2 separate regions of the Sus scrofa genome follow, and region 1 is linked to region 2. A link is a contact called in public HiChIP or PLAC-seq data. All regions are on one chromosome and are shown on one strand. The core of a region is the stretch at or near the end of the contact, and the rest is flanking DNA. Distances in the headings are between cores, read along the strand shown.

What was found. HiChIP or PLAC-seq counts read pairs in DNA pulled down with a chosen protein or histone mark.
Region 1: an H3K27ac HiChIP or PLAC-seq map of skeletal muscle shows a contact between it and region 2, with 6 times the contacts expected there. The contact joins two enhancer-like sites. A contact is called at or near these places in 1 of 47 Hi-C or Micro-C datasets (embryonic fibroblasts) and 1 of 2 datasets of contacts at active chromatin or transcription factors (skeletal muscle).

What each region holds. Positions count from the first base shown.
Region 1 is chr9:47,311,139-47,318,829 of Sscrofa11.1, forward strand. No RefSeq gene overlaps it. Among named protein-coding and RNA genes, the nearest start is that of OAF, 30 kb to the right of the region's middle. Within about 2 kb of position 4,438, at least 33 of the 83 cell types and tissues checked have an H3K27ac peak or open chromatin away from gene starts, as enhancers often do. A contact at or near this core is called in skeletal muscle, where this site is marked.
Region 2 is chr9:46,668,930-46,676,387 of Sscrofa11.1, forward strand. It overlaps a transcript of LOC102161637 not described here. Among named protein-coding and RNA genes, the nearest start is that of THY1, 63 kb to the left of the region's middle. Within about 2 kb of position 4,487, at least 21 of the 83 cell types and tissues checked have an H3K27ac peak or open chromatin away from gene starts, as enhancers often do. A contact at or near this core is called in skeletal muscle, where this site is marked.

The DNA.
Region 1 (7,691 bases), core at 3,188-5,687, 640 kb after region 2:
ACAGATGGATGAGTAAATGAATGGAAGAATATGTCGTGTCGTGATCCTTGAAGATATAGGGACGTATTAACACAATCATATATCAAGAGAGGTCAGTTCTGCCTAAGGCAGGAGGTGGGACAAGATGGCCTATTGGGTCTGTCTTCCTACCCAAGTATCTATAGCCTGAGTGAGTGTTCAGGAATATTTGTATCTAGATCCTATCCTATGATGTTACTCAGTTTCTCAAAAGTTATTCCTTGCTAGGGAGTTCCCGTCGTGGCGCAGTGGTTAATGAATCCGACTAGGAATCATGAGGTTGCGGGTTCGATCCTTGGCCTTGCTCAGTGGGTTAAGGATCCGGCGTTGCCGTGAGCTGTGGTGTAGGTCGCAGACACAGCTCGGATCCCGCGTTGCTGTGGCTCTGGCGTAGGGCAGTGGCTACAGCTCTGATTTGACCCCTAGCCTGGGAACCTCCATATGCTGCGGGAGCGGCCCTAGAAAAGGCAAAAAGACAAAAAGGAAAAAAAAAAAGTTATTCCTTGCTAACCTGTGAACAGCCATCGGGGAATTGAGTCTCCACTGAATGGGAGGGGTGTCATCATCACCACTGCAGGCCCCTGGATCCCTCTTCTGCCAGTGACGATGGTGACTCCCTCAGGTAACCCCTCAGGAGTCTGTGCTCCTCCAGTCCCATCTCAATGCAATCCCCTGCAAGAAATAGGGGAAAGAGTGCTGTCCTTTCCTAAATACATCTTTTTCCCAGGTCAAATACAGAGGACCGAAACGGAGATATGCAAATCTTATTTGTTCCTCTCCCTCGGGTAGCTCTTTAAGAGCAATCCAGCATTGGTGGAAAGTGGACTTGACCGCTAGGCATCAACAAAGAGAAAGTTCAACAGCTGCTGGCCTAGGGACAGGGTTCTGCCCCCTTCCCCTCCAGACCTCTTTGTCTCTTCAATTTCCCACCTTTTCTTCAAGTCCCTTCTTTCAAGTTCCCTAAATCAGACTCCCTACTCTTTACCTCCCCACAGAAAGTTCTCTAGTTATGGCCTTGAATTTACCCAGATGCTCATGAAGACTCTGCTCCTGGCAGCAGTGGGTAGTTCAGGAGAGCAATGATGGGCTCTGGGACTCCAAATTCCCACCAAAGAAGGATGGCCGGGGTCCTCGTTGGCCAAGAAGCAAGCATGTCTGCAGGCATGGGGAGCACTCATTTTTTCCCCCAGAACCAACACAGCCTGGTGTCGTCCTGGGAAAGCCTAGTTCTCCTCTGTGCTTGACTTTGACCCTGCCCCTTATAAAACAAGAACCCCAGCATGAATTCATCTAAGAAAGCATGCTCATTCCCGAGCATGGCTCACAAGAGAAGAGTCACCACATCCGTTGATAAGTGCACTCTCAGCATCTGGAATGACTCTAATTAGATTTGTCTTTAATTCCCAATATCCCCCTGATGAAATATCCCCCAGATAGTTCATTCTGCCATAATAAGGCTTATGTCAAGACTCATCCATCTAGCACTAGTAGCGAGTCTGAGTAGTATCTATGAGGATGAAGATTCCATCCCTGGCCTCGCTCAGTGGGTTAAGGATCTGGCGTTGCCATGAGCTGTGGTGTAGGTCGCAGATGTAGCTCGGATCCCGCATTGCTGTGGCTGTGGTGCAGGCTGCCAGCTGCAGCTCCAATTCAACCCCTAGCCTAGGAACTTCCATGTGGGTGTGGCCCTAAAAAGAAAAAAAAAAAAAAAAGAATTGTCCTTCCAACTAGATCTTATCTTTGACAGGGGTGTGGAGAGGATGCTGTTCTCCTGCTGTCACTGTCAGAATGCTAGGGGGAAGCAAGTCCAAACACCCCTGATTCCCCCGGTTGATGTTCGTGGAAGACTGGACCCTTTCCAGTGTACCAAGCACGTACATGCGCAGCACGTCTTCAATCCAGCTCATGGGAGCCTGACAGGACCCCCCTCATACAGGGAAGGAAACTGAAGTGCTGGTGCTCGAGGTCATACAGTCTGTAAAAGGCCAAGTCAAACCTAGACACACAGGTCCCTTGACCTTCCTGCTTCCTCCACATTACCTTTTTAAAAACATTTCATATTTCCACCTAGAATCCAAGATGGGTACCAAGACGGCTGCTGTGCTGGGGAAGAGTTACAAAACCTCTTCCTGAGACAGGGCTGGATGCTAGGTGTCCCGAAGAGGCAGAGAGACCAGTGCCAGCCTTTCCGATCCTCGGAGGCCTGGGGTGGGAGGGGACATGTCATACACAAAGACAACCCATTACGTTACATCATCCAGAGCGGGGAGAGAAGAGACAGACGGGGCGGGGGGGGGGGAAGGAAGGGGGGTGCGAGAAGAGAGGCCAGTAAACAATTTTCTGAGGACTTCTGGGAAAGCACACACACACACACACACACACACACACACACACACACATCTGGATGAGGGTGTAATGGAAGGAGCACAGCTTGGGAGGGAGGTGGACCCGGGCGGTCTCCCAGCTTGAACGTGACTGGCTGTGCGTCTGTGAGTAAACCACCAGGTCTAAGTCTCTGGTTTTTTTTTCATCTGCATCCAAAGACTGCAATAATCTCCAGAAAAACATTGAGTCCAGGGCTAAAGGAGAGGGCGATAGTGGACTCAGAGCAGAGGGGGTCCGGAGGCCAGAATGGAAAGGCATTTGAGAGCCTCGGATAAGGATTGAAGACGTCAGATTGAAGAAAGTTATTCTCCAGAATTCACAAACCCCCAAAGAAAGTTCAAATTCTTTTCTCCTTACGATTTTGATACCAAGCCCAGCTCCCCGCCCGGTTCAGAGTCCTTTCCATCCATCGCCACCCTCATGGGTCCTCCAGACTTGGTGAGGAGAGTCTTCCAGCTGCCTGTCTTCAGCCAGGCTTCCTCCTCCCCCACTCCCAGCTCCTGGGCCAGAAGCAAAGCCAGCCCACCACGGAGGCTCAACCCGGCCCCAGCTGGGCCTCTCTGAGGCACACTTCAGAGGCAGAAGCCTAGAGGAAGAGGGCTCCCAAGTAGGGAAGCTGATGGCAGGGCTTGGAAGGGTCCACCTGGAGTGGAAATTTGAAAAAGGTCCAGGTGTTTTGCTAGGGCTGTGGTGCAGGCTGGCAGCTGCAACTCCAATTCCACCCCTAGCCTGGGAACTGCCATATGTCACACACACATGCAGCCCTAAAAAGCAATAATAATTTTTATTATTTTTTTTTAAATTAAAAAAATAAAGGGGAGCTCCTGTTGTGGCTCAGCAGTAACAAAACCAGCTAGTGTCCATGAGGATTCGGGTTTGATCCCTGGCCTTGTTCAGCAGGTTAAGGATCCGGTGTTGCGGTGAGCTGTGGTATAGGTCTCAGACGCGGCTCAGATCCTGCACTGCTGTAGCTGTAGCGCAGCCAGCAGCTGCAGCTCTGATTCAGCCCCCGGTCTGAGAACTTCCATGTGCCTCACATGCAGCCCTAAAAAGCAACAAACAAACAAAAAACCCAGAAAAAAAGAAAAAGACAAAGGTCCAGGGTCCAGACGGGGAAAGTGCCAGGCCCACTGCAGTCACTCTGCTGGCCTGCACCAAGGCCAAGGGCAAGACCAAGAGTCAGATATGGAGGTTATTGAGCAGATATTCATGGCTGAGTCCAGGGCCATGTTCAAGGACAAGGGGAGATGGAGGTGGTGGCTGAGGCCAGGAAGGCAAAAAGTAGCAGAGAAGCTTGGCATCAATGCTTTGGAGGGTCTGCAGCCACAGGCATCCTGGGTCATCAACCCAGTGGCCTAAGTCAGCAACCCAAGCTGGAGGCACAATCGGGATGGAACAGAAACAAGTGGGGGCAGTGGGCTGGGTAGGTGGGAAACCAAGGCCTTGGAGCAGCTCGGGGTTAGTGGGCCCAGCACTGTTACACTGTTCCCAGGGGATGGTGCCCAAGGCAGCTTTGATCCTGGAGCTGGAGCATCAGACCAGGGGCGGGCAATCTTCTTCCAGGGAGCTGGCCCCCCTCTTCTTCCTCATTCAAATGGAACTTCCCCAACCCCACCCTTCTTCCTTGGGCAACATCTGGATTTTCCTCTGCCCCCAACTTCCCCACGACACCCCACCCTCACACTCCCTCTCGATCCCAGCCCGCTGAGATCAACTGCTCAGCCTTTCCCCACCCTAAGTCAGCAAGCAGGCAAGCTGCCTCATCCAAGCCTAGAAAGGCAGAGGGAGGAGTTAGCAGATCCTGGGTCCCCGGGTACCACCAAGAGTCAAGGCCTCATTCAGAGGAAAGTTGCCTCCTCCAGGCTTGGGCTCCAGCTTTCTCCTGTTAATAGAGATCATGACCCAACTGCCAGGACTGCTACAGCTTGAAAGGGGCTTTGAGATGCTGGGATGAAAGGCACTGGGTTGAGTACAAAGCACAGTGCAAGTTGTCCTGGGAGTGGGAGGCCTGGCCCTGGGCCTTCCCCAGCCCCCGTGCTGAGTCACTTCCTCCATCCTGGCTGGATTTTGCCTCTGTAATCCAGAGACACCAAACTCCCCTTTCAGGACAGCTTGGAGTTGAGGGGTGGGGTGTTCCCAGAGAGTGTGTGCAGGACACAGGCCAGGCGTGAGCCTCAGCTCATTGGGAGGGGAGGGCAGGCACCCCGGTTGTGATGCTGGTGGGGATGCTTCCATGTGTCTACAGCTCCATGACGTGCTGTCACCACGTTGGGAGAATGAGGCGGCTCAGTGATGAGCGTCGTCGTTTGTTACACCTGAAGAAAGAGGAACAAAGAACCAGGAGCTTTCCCAAGGTCTCACGGCACATCTGAGGAGAGAGCAGATCTGAAGCCTTCTGGCTCCCAGCGTCCTGCCCCCAGAGGCCAGCCAGACCCCGGTTACTCATTCCTTTGAATGCGAGCCTCTCCTAGGACCTTCCCTGCCCTGTGCTTTGTATTAGCAGGGCTGTGATAGGAACATTGGCCCGAGCGCAGCCTTGAGGGATTTTTTCAACTGCTCAACTAGTACATCTTCTGAAACTGGAAAGATCACTGGATATTTCAGGTTTAAGAAAAAGAAGCGGAAGTTCCCTTCGTGGCACAGTGGAAATGAATCCAACTAGGAACCATGAAGTTGTGGGTTTGATCCTTGGCCTCGATTGGTGGGTTAAGGATCTGGTGTTGTCATGAGCTGTGGTACAGGTCGCAGATGCGGCTCGGATCTGGTGCTGTTGTGGCTGTGGTGTAGGCCGGAGGCTACAGCTCCAATAAGACCCCTGGCCTGGGAATCTCCATATGCCATGGGTGCGGCCTAAAAGGACAAAAAGACAAAAAATAAAATTAAAATTAAAATTAAAAAGAACCGGAGTTTGAGCAAGAGAGTGAGGTCTTCTGGAAGGTCCAAGTGGAGAGGTGAGGGCTGCCACGGGAAGGGCTCCCGGTCCGGGCTGGCCTCTGCCAGTGGACTGGAAATACCACGTCCTCCCGCTGGCCCTCAGCTGGCCTCTGTGAGATGGTGCACCCCAAACCCAAACTTCTTCCCCTGACGAACCTCAGCTTCCCCCTCCCAGGGGGCTCGGGCTCCCATTCAGCATTCCGACAGCTAGACGACGGTGAGCCCGGCCCGGGCCTGGTTTAGTCCTGGTGTGTCCCAGACAAATAAAACATGATCCCTGCCCTCAGAGTCACCCAGACTGAGAGGGAGGTGAGCTGAGATGGAGGGAAGTCCAGACAACGCACTGTGGGTGCCCAGGGGTGGGAGGGGAGTTGGTCAGTTCCAAGCACAGAGGCTGCTCGCCTGTACTTGGGAATCGAGCCCTCCCCCCGTCCACTGGTGAGGCATCTCCCCCCAGTTCAAGGCCCATTCCTTGAACTAGCCAGACCTGGCCAAGCTCAGATCAAGCAGGTGCTTCCCCCAGGAGCTTTCTCCTGCCTGGAAACCTGAAAAGTAGGGGTGATAATAGCACCAGTAGCCAGTGGGTTGTGAAAGCAGGCACTTCAGGAGTACTGGCTGCTTTTTTTTTTTTTTTTTTTGTCTTTTTGCTCTTATCTTTGGGCCACTCCCATGGCATATGGAGGTTCCCAGGCTAGGGGTTGAATCGGAGCTGTAGCCACCGGCCTACACCAGAGCCACAGCAACGCGGGATCCGAGCCGCGTCTGCAACCTACACCACAGCTCACGGCAACACCGGATCGTTAACCCACTGAGCAAAGGCAGGGATCGAACCCGCAACCTCATGGTTCCTAGTCGGATTCGCTAACCACTGCGCCACGAAGGGAACTCGCTGCTTTCAAATGCACGCTTATGACCAAGCGAAGGAGAGCATCCTGAGAACTGTGGGAACTCCTCAGAAGCAAGGACGGGTAAACCCCATAAACACAAGGTGAGAACGAACACGTAGGCTTTCGGGGGAGGTTTCAGTGCCCTGGGTTGGGTTGTCTGAGGTGGTTTGGAGGGAGCCTGGCCGGAGGCAGAGGGGGCTCCCTGCAAGGCGTGCCTAGGCTTCCTCTTAGCTGGGGGTGCAGAACGGAACAGAGCTGGAGTGTGAGGAGCCAATGACCGGTTTGTTTTTCCTATTTCTCTGGGCCCGGGGCTCACGCCTCCTGGCACCGGTCCTTCCTGGGGCCCCAGCTCCAGCTTGTTAGTTTTAACTGGAACAATTTCCTTTGAACTCAGCTTGAATTAGCATCACCATGGCGATGGATCAGAGTTTTCGCAAGTCAACCTGGTCTTCACCCTTAAGCAATTAGTTCGAAGGAGAAAAGCAGAAAGAGGAGGAGGAAGGGGAGGTGGGTGGAGAAAAGAAGGGGGGGAGGGAAAGTGGGGGAAGGGAGGGAGAGAAGGAGGGATGGGTGGAAGATGGAGAGGAGGGAGGAGGGGCGGGAAGACGTGGAGGTGACAGGAGGTGAAGGAGGGGCACCCTGACGGGCCAGCTGGGCTACTCAGCCATGCCCCAGGGGACAGAGTACCCCCACAGCCTTTGCCTCCCCAGCCCCTCTCACACCCAGCGCCAGACCTTCCGCAGGTAGCCCAGGAGGGGGCCCTGTTCCACTTTTTCAGGGGAGATCCAGTACCTTCCCCGCCCCAACCCCGACACAAGCCTAGTTTCAGCCTCTTCCTCCTGCTGATAAGAGCTGAGAACTGGGGTTTGGACCCTGAGACCTGAGGACGGGTCAAAGATCCCCTACTAACGTGGCCTGTGACCTTGGGCAGGCCACCAGCCACGGGAAATGGCAGTGGGAAGGAGGGTGGCGTGAGAGGGCCGCCCTGGCTCGGACTCAGCAGTGGTCTCCGTGGAGCTCACTGCCGGCCGTTTGTCAGCTCTCACTTGTCTGGAGCTTCTGGATGGGCAGTGACTAGGTCTTAATCATTGCCAAATTCCCCACACTAACACAGTGCCTGACACCCGCCTGCAGGCAGTAAGCATTTTTCAAAAGAATTAACAAATAAATGAACTATTGCTATTTTGTTTTTAAATAGATGGTAAGAGTGGGAAAAGGGGAAAAGAAAACCAGAATCCTCCAGAATGTGATGGCGTTGAGGATGGCTTTTCTTCAAGACTCGACCCACACCTCCTCCAGGAAGCCCTCAGGGACTTGCCACCCCACCCCCATCCCAAGCTCCTCACCCACTGTGGCCTTTGCCATCATCTCTATCACCAGGCTTGTAATTCCTGATTCACCCATCTCTCTCCCAGCTCTGTCTGGCGCCCCTGGAACAGGGACTATATGTCGTGTTCCCCAGCTCCT
Region 2 (7,458 bases), core at 3,237-5,736:
TGGAGGTTCCCAGGCTAGGGGTCTAATCTGAACTACAGCTGCTGGCCTACGCCACAGCCATAGCAACGTGGGATCTGAGCTGTGTCTGCGACCTACACCACAGCTCATGGCAATGTCGGATCCTTAACCCACTGAGTGAGGCCAGGGATCAAACCCGTGTCCTTATGGATACGAGTGGCGTTCGTTTCTGCTGAGCTGCAACCGGAACGCCGACGGCCCCTTTTCTTGCTTGTTACTTTCACCCTGTCTCCTTCTCCTGGTTTCTTCCCACTGGCATTTAAGCATCCACAGACTTCCTCCCTCTTAAAACTACTCTCCGAATCTTTCTCTTCCCATTTTCATGTCACAGACAAACTTCTTGAAAGAGTAGTCCTAAGGGACAGCTCCCTTTCTTCACCTCTCTGTCCTCTGAGACCCACCCTGATCGCGTGCTGCTTCTCTGCTGCTCCATTAAACCAGTCTTGCCGAGATGGCGGATCTTCACGCCGCCGAACTGAGTATACCCTCTCTAGTCCTTTCTACAACGCAGCAGTTCGGTGGTAGCTGACAAGTCCCCTCCTCTTTTCCATCAGAGTCCAGGACAGGGGTTTCTCCTTTGTCAGCCTGGGCGTGTCAGGTGGGCTGTGAACTCTGCAGTTGCTCCAGACGTGGTCCCAGCCTGTGCCCCCGCTCACATAGCTCCCCGTTGTGTCTTTTGCTCTCAGAACTTCGGTGCTTCTCTGTGGAGCGAGTGTCCCAGATCCCCCATATTGCCACCTGCCTGCCGGGCCATCTTACAGGGACCTCATACCCAGTGGGTGCAAAACCAACCCCTCGTGTTCTTTTCCAAACTGTCCTTTCCCAGCCTTCTTTCATCTCAGCAGCCATCTTTCTAGGCATCACCTCTGCTGCCTCCCCTTTGGCTCACCCACCTTCCATCCATCATGGGTCTCGCAGCCCCTGAGCCACTTGTCATTTCCAGCTCACCTTGTCCACCTCCTGCGAGCCTCCTCACCTGGTGCTCTCTCCCCTGGCACTGCCCTGCCTCATCTCGACTTCCCTCATCTGCTTCCTTTTTTCTTTTTGTCTTTTCAGGGCTGCACCCGAGGCATATGGATGTTCTCAGGCTAGGGATCGAACTGGAGCTACAGCCGCCGACCTACACCGCAGCCACAGCAACTTGGGATCCAAGCCACATCTGCAACTTACACTACAACTCATGGCAACGCCGGATACCCGACCCACTGAGAGGCCAGGGATCAAACCCGAATCCTCATGAATACTAGTCTGGTTCGTTACCACTGAGCCATAACAGTAGCTCCCCCCATCTCCTTCTGATCACAGCTCTCCCTGCTGAAAACCCAGCCTCCCATTGCTGTCAGGGAAAAATGCAAACGGCCAGACCCACCCTCTCCAGATGCTGTCACTCCAGCCTCTCCTGCTTCCTGTAGGTCCCTGGACTCAGCCACCTGCCTGGAACATTCCATCCGCCCTGGCTGCCGTCCTCTACCACCTCAGCCAGGACCTGGTCAGTGAGCCCCCTGCACCCTGGGCAGACACAGAGGAAGCAAGAGGCCAGAGCCTGGGGCGGCCCTTGGCGGGCTCCTCACCTGACCAAGGTGGGGGGTGGGGTGGGACATACCAGAGACCCACGAGTGAGGGTGTGTCACACGCTCAAGCCTTTACAGGAGGCCTTCCCCATGGGGACACCGGGTCAGGGCAATCGCGATTCATCACCCAACGTCATTGTCATCATTGTCGTCATCCTCATTAGTGGGTGATCACAGCTACTGTTCGCTGAACACCAGCTATGGGCCCGGCCCCACCTGCACATGCTTTAGACACATTCCTCATGAGGCCGCACCCCGCCTGCACTCAGCAAGAGAAATGACATCGCTTCTTGGGCATCCAGGGAAGTTGTTTCAAGAGCTTGAGAGGAATTCAGCTCACTGGGAGGAAGAAGTGACGAAGTGTCAGCTCTGTCCCGAGCGGGGCTGGGCTACCCCAGGAGGGGCTGGGCTACCCCAGGAGGCACGCAAAGGGCAGAATTCATTCAACCAGCATTTACTCAGCTTGCACCTCGTATAGGCGCACAGAGGCCGGGGTCCAGCCGTGACCAAGACAGATGCGGTCTGCTCCCCTCGGAATGCACCCTCTTCTGCATGGTGGGCACGGAGACCGAAGTCAGTGTTGAGAGCATGTTGCCATCCTGACGGAGGCTAAGGAGGGGGTCAGAGGGTGTTTCAAGCTGTGGGGGCTTCAGGACAGGACAGGAAGGAAGAGAAGGCCTTCTCCGAGGGAGGAGCCTGCCTGGCGGGAGAGAGTGAGAGGTGGTGATGGGCAGGTCTGACATCGCTGAGGCTGGAGAGGGCGGCTGGTTATCAGGGTTGCACTGACTGTGGCGAGGACTTTGAACTTTGCCCTGAGAACAATACAAAGCCCTGGAGGGGTTTAGGCGGGGGGATGACATGAGTCTGTTTATGTTTTCAAAAGACTGTCCTGGGAGTTCCCATTGTTTCTCAGTGGTAACAAACCCGACGAGCATTCGTAAAGATGCAGGTTCTATCCTTGGCTTCGCTCGGTGGGTTAAGGATCCAGTGTTGCTGTGAGCTGTGATGTAGGTCGCAGACATGGCTCAGATCCTGCATCACTGTGGCTGGGGTATAGGACGGCAGCTGTAGGCAGCTGTAGCTCTGATTTGAACCCTAGCCTGGGAACTTCCATATGCTATAGGTATGGCTCAAAAAAGCAAAAAAAGGAGTTCCTGTCATAGCTCAGTGGTTAATGAATCTGACTAAGACTTGAGGTTGCGGGTTTGATCCCTGGCCTCGGTCAGTGGGTTAAGGATCCGGTGTTGCCGTGAGCTATGGTGTAGGTCACAGACGCGGCTCGGATCCCATGTTGCTGTGGCTCTGGTGTAGGCCGACGGCTACAGCTCTGGTTAAACCCCTAGCCTGGGAATCTCCAATATGCCTTGGGAGTGGCCCTAGAAAAGGCAAAAAGACCAAAAAAAAAAAGCAAAGCAAAGCAACGAGACTGCTCTGGCTGTGGTGTTGAGGGTGTGGGTAGCAACAGAGAGCAGCTTGGAACCGGTCACAGGATGGATGTGAAGGATGATGGTCCAGGGAGGGGGGCAGGGCGGAGAGCCTGGATTTGAGTGTGGGGCAGCGTCCACTGGAAGCTGACGGGTCTGGGTGTGGTCCAGACTGGCTGAGGGGTGCTGGGTGCCCAGGTCACCCACCACCTGAAGATCAGGGGTTAGCGCTGGGCACATAGAATGTTAGGTCCCTGAAGACATCCAGGAAGAGATCAGGAGAAGGCAGGTGGCTAGACTGGTTTGGAACTTGGGAGACATATCTAGGCAAAAGACTTAATTTGAGAACTAAGTCTAGGTAATGGGAAGGAATGTGACCACTTAGGAAATATGCACAAAGGAGAAAAGGCCTGAGACGGAGCTTTGAGAAATATCCACACCTGCATGATAGTCATTGGAAGAGGACTTTGAGTTTTCTCGTCTGTAAAATGGATATGATGATGCGAGTTGCTGTAGGATAAGGTGAGATGATTACATAAAGTGTTTGACCTGGTGTCGGTGCTCTTTGATGGATCTTGGGTGGGTAGCACGTTTCTATAGTGGCCTTCCTCCTGGCTTACATAGGTTTATTAACGACCCTTCAAAAGATGTGACCAGAGGCCTGGACTTTATTGCTGCTGTCCGCCGTCCTCCACCAGACAACTGGTTCTGTTAATACAACCCAAGGTTGCACTTGTTTTTGGTTTTTTTCTTGCTTAGGGCTGCTTCTGCAGCATATGGAGGTTCCCAGGCTAGGGGTCGAATTGGAGCTGTATCAGGCCTACACCACAGCCACAGCAATATGGGATCTGAGCCACATCTGCCCCCAGCTCATGGCAACACCGTATGCCACTGAATGAGGCCAGGGATTGAAGCCGTGTCCTCATGGATACTGGTCATGTTGGTATCCTGCTGAGCCACAACGGGAACTCCCCCAAAGTTGCACTTGTGATTTTTGTTCTGCAGTCTGGTGTTAAGCGTGGATACAAGACCATTGTCTCTTCGTGAGTGATGCTTTGAAACCAAGAGCCTGGAAGGTCAGATGTAAAGGAGGGGACCAAGTCCTGTGGCAGGAGCCAAGGGCAGTCTTCAGACCCAGCAGACCAAGCATCTGTTTGCGTCCTTTCCAGAAAGAACAGGGAAATTAGCCAGCATCCCCCCTGTCCTCAGGCATGTTGTGCTTCGAAGGCAGGGGTCAGGAAATGGAGAATGAGAAGGTGACGGGGAATGTGGAGGGCAGGGTCAGGATTGAGGAGATGCTGAGATGAGGAGGGGTCTCCAGCCTAGAGTGTGGATGCTCTGGGTTCCCCCGTCCAAGTTTCTTACACCTTCCAGTGAGCAGACAGCAGCTGCTTCTGATGGATGGAGTCTGCTTTTGTTTTCGGGGAGCTGGCTGCCGGGCTGGCTGGTGGGCAGTGGCTGGAGCAACATCGCCCCCTCACGGCCTTCTCTTGCAAGTGCAGTCAAGGCACCCCACCCGATTTCTTCCCAGATCCATAGGCTGTCTCTGGATCAGCCGATCAGCTGATTTTATAGTCCTTGGCAGCCTGTCCTGTGTACCTAGGAGTGTCCCTTTGCTTTTGGCTTCTGTTAGCTGTCACTGCCTGGTGTATCTCTGTCCTGCTTCCTTGGGCGGTCTGTGATCAGCATGTCTCTTTCCATCAGTCTCCACCTAGGTCTCTATTTCTGTATCTTCTTCTGTCTCTGCCTTGCTTCCTGCCCCCATCCTCTGTCTCTGTGTCCTGGAGCTGAGGTCATGGCTGCCTTCCCCCCAGAGCTGGAGTGATTCTTGGTCTTTTTAGCTTTTTCCTCGATGAGTCAGGAACTCCTGGAGGGCTGAGGGCTGAGGCTCCACCCAGCAGTGGCCTCAGAGAGGATGCAGGAGTTTGAAGGAGCCTCGGGCTGGGCTGGGGACTGTGACAAGAGATTTTTTCCAAAATACGCTCATGGGGCCAGCGGGAGGCTGGGCGCATTCCTGTGGATGTCTAGGAAGCAGAACGAGCGAGCGGCTGGCCACCAGTATGGAGCGGGGCTCTTTTGGCTGCTGCCTGTGCCCAGAGCCTATCCACTCTCTTCAATCCTCATTTTCTGTTGCCTCAGGGCCTTTGCACAAACTGTTTCTCCTTGAAATCATCTCTCCCCCAAGGCCTTAGAAACCGACTCCTTCAGGGAGTCCTCCCGGATTCAGTGTCTGAGTTGGGGGCCCTCCTCTGTGCCAGGGCAGTGTCTTCTCCTTGGTTTAACATTACCTGCTGGCAGTTCCATCTCCCTGACTTGTGTGGCTGTTCTGGAGAGGGGTCGGGGTGGGAGGCAGGGAAGCAGCAAGCCCCGGGGACCAGAGGAGGGGGAATGTGGACAACCCACATGGTAACACCTCCTCCACCCCTCCTTGTTCTGCTTGTCATGTTCTTTCTTCCCCCAGGTTTTTCAGGGTCTTTGTGCCAGAGGCCATCTCCTGTCTGGCCTCTGGCCCAGGAACAGGCCCTGAAGAGTCAGCGGGGAAGGGCTGCCTGTCTGCCAAGTCCTCTGAGTTGGCAGCACAGGGGTGGGGGCTCCCTGTGGGCAGCCCAGGGGTGGGGGGCCGGGGCACTTGTAGCCTGAGTCCTCTCTGGGGGAGTGGCCATGTCTCAGCATGGTTGTGCGGCATGGGGCCGGCAGGACGGACAGCCTTCCCGCAGTCTCACATTTGTCGTATATTTGCGGCAGCCTGGAGCTGTCCCCAGGGCCTCCCTGGTGCCTTGCAAGAGGTCGGGGCCTGGCGCTCCCAAATATATCCCAGGGGAGGGAAAGGAAACACTCGGAGGGTGACCCCTGGTGCCTGAGGGCGAGGGGCCCACCCCCCTTTGTTTATTTATTAGTGGGTCACTTGGACCTTCTTTGAAAGCCGAGGCCTGCCACTGGAGGCCGCATGACCCCCGATGGCGCTGGGGGCTGGGGGCTCTGTTGAGAAGTGATGAGGCTGTGTGGGTGGTGGGAGGATGTGCCGGGTGAGGGAGGGCTCAGGAGCTGATGGTGAATCCACTGATGGAATCTCGTAGCCCAGGACCCCTTGCATCTCAGACCTGAGGCCGCTTACTGCTTTGGAACTGAGGGTTGGCTCCAGAGCTGAGGCTGGAAGCCCAGGGTGGGGCAGGACAGGGCTGGGTATTGTACCTGGGTCCCAGCTCAGGATCCCGGCTCACTTAGAAGTGATGCAAGAGAAGAGGCATGGACTTTCGACCCAGGAGTTGAGTTCAGGTCCCAGCTGGTGACCCAGGCCACGTCACTGGCCTCTCTGGGCCCCAGGCCCCTCATCTGTGAGGAATGGGGAGGTCGATACCTGCGGGACACTGTGAATGGGTGTGTGAAAGTGCTGAGGGGTCCCCTCCCTCCTCCTTCCATTGGCTCTCTGTCCCCCAGGTTGTCCAGGCACTTTCCAGCTGGGAGGACAAGTGCTGTGGGAGGGCTCCCCCAGCTGCCACAGCCCACGGGGACCAGGAGACACTGCTGAGCCCCACCCCATCCCCCGTGTCTGTGAGTCACAGGCAGGCTCACCTGGCTGGTGCCACATGCAGCCACCATGTGCCTCCCATAAGGTGTGTGCCCTCCTCCACTGTGCAGCCACCTGGATGCCAAGACTCTTTTTGTGGACAGGAGAAGCCCATGAAGCTGGGAAGGGTGTCCCCTGCTGAGCCCATGGAACAGGGTGCAGGCTGTTTTCGCCCAGAGCCATGTTGGTGGACTATGTCAGGTGAAATGTCTACACCTGTGGCTGGGTGAGCCTTGCAGTCTTAGCTCCTCAAGGCCCAGGAGCAAAGATATCTTGGAAGCTCTCCTATCTTCCTGCTCTGGCCCTTGCAGTCCACCACCCCGTCTCCCCACCGGGGTCAGTGCTGCCTCCTCTCTCTCTTCCCTCCTTCCTTCCTCTTTTTTGGGCCGCACTTGCAGCATATGGAAGTTCCCAGGCTCTAGGGGTTCAATTGCAACTGTAGCTGCTGGCTTACATCACAGCCACAGCAACGTGGGATCCGAGCTGTGTCTGTGACCTACACCACAGCTCACGGCAATGCTGGATCCTTAACCCACTGGGGGAGGCCAGGGATTGAACGGACATCCTCATGGATCCTAGTCGGGCTTGTTACCGCTGCGCCACACAGGAGCTTCCTCCCCCCCATTAAAGTTTTATTGACGTATAACTGATTTACAATGTTGCGATAATTTCTGCTGTACAACAGAGTGATTCAGTTAGACACATACACATAACCATTCTTTTCCAGGTTCTTTTCCCATATAGGTTATCACAAAATACTGGGTATAGTTCCCTATAGTTCCCTGTGCCACACAGCAGGTCCCTGTTTACCATCCTTCCCATACACAATAGTGTGCATGTGCCAATCCCAAACCCCCAATTCATCCGCCCCCCTCAC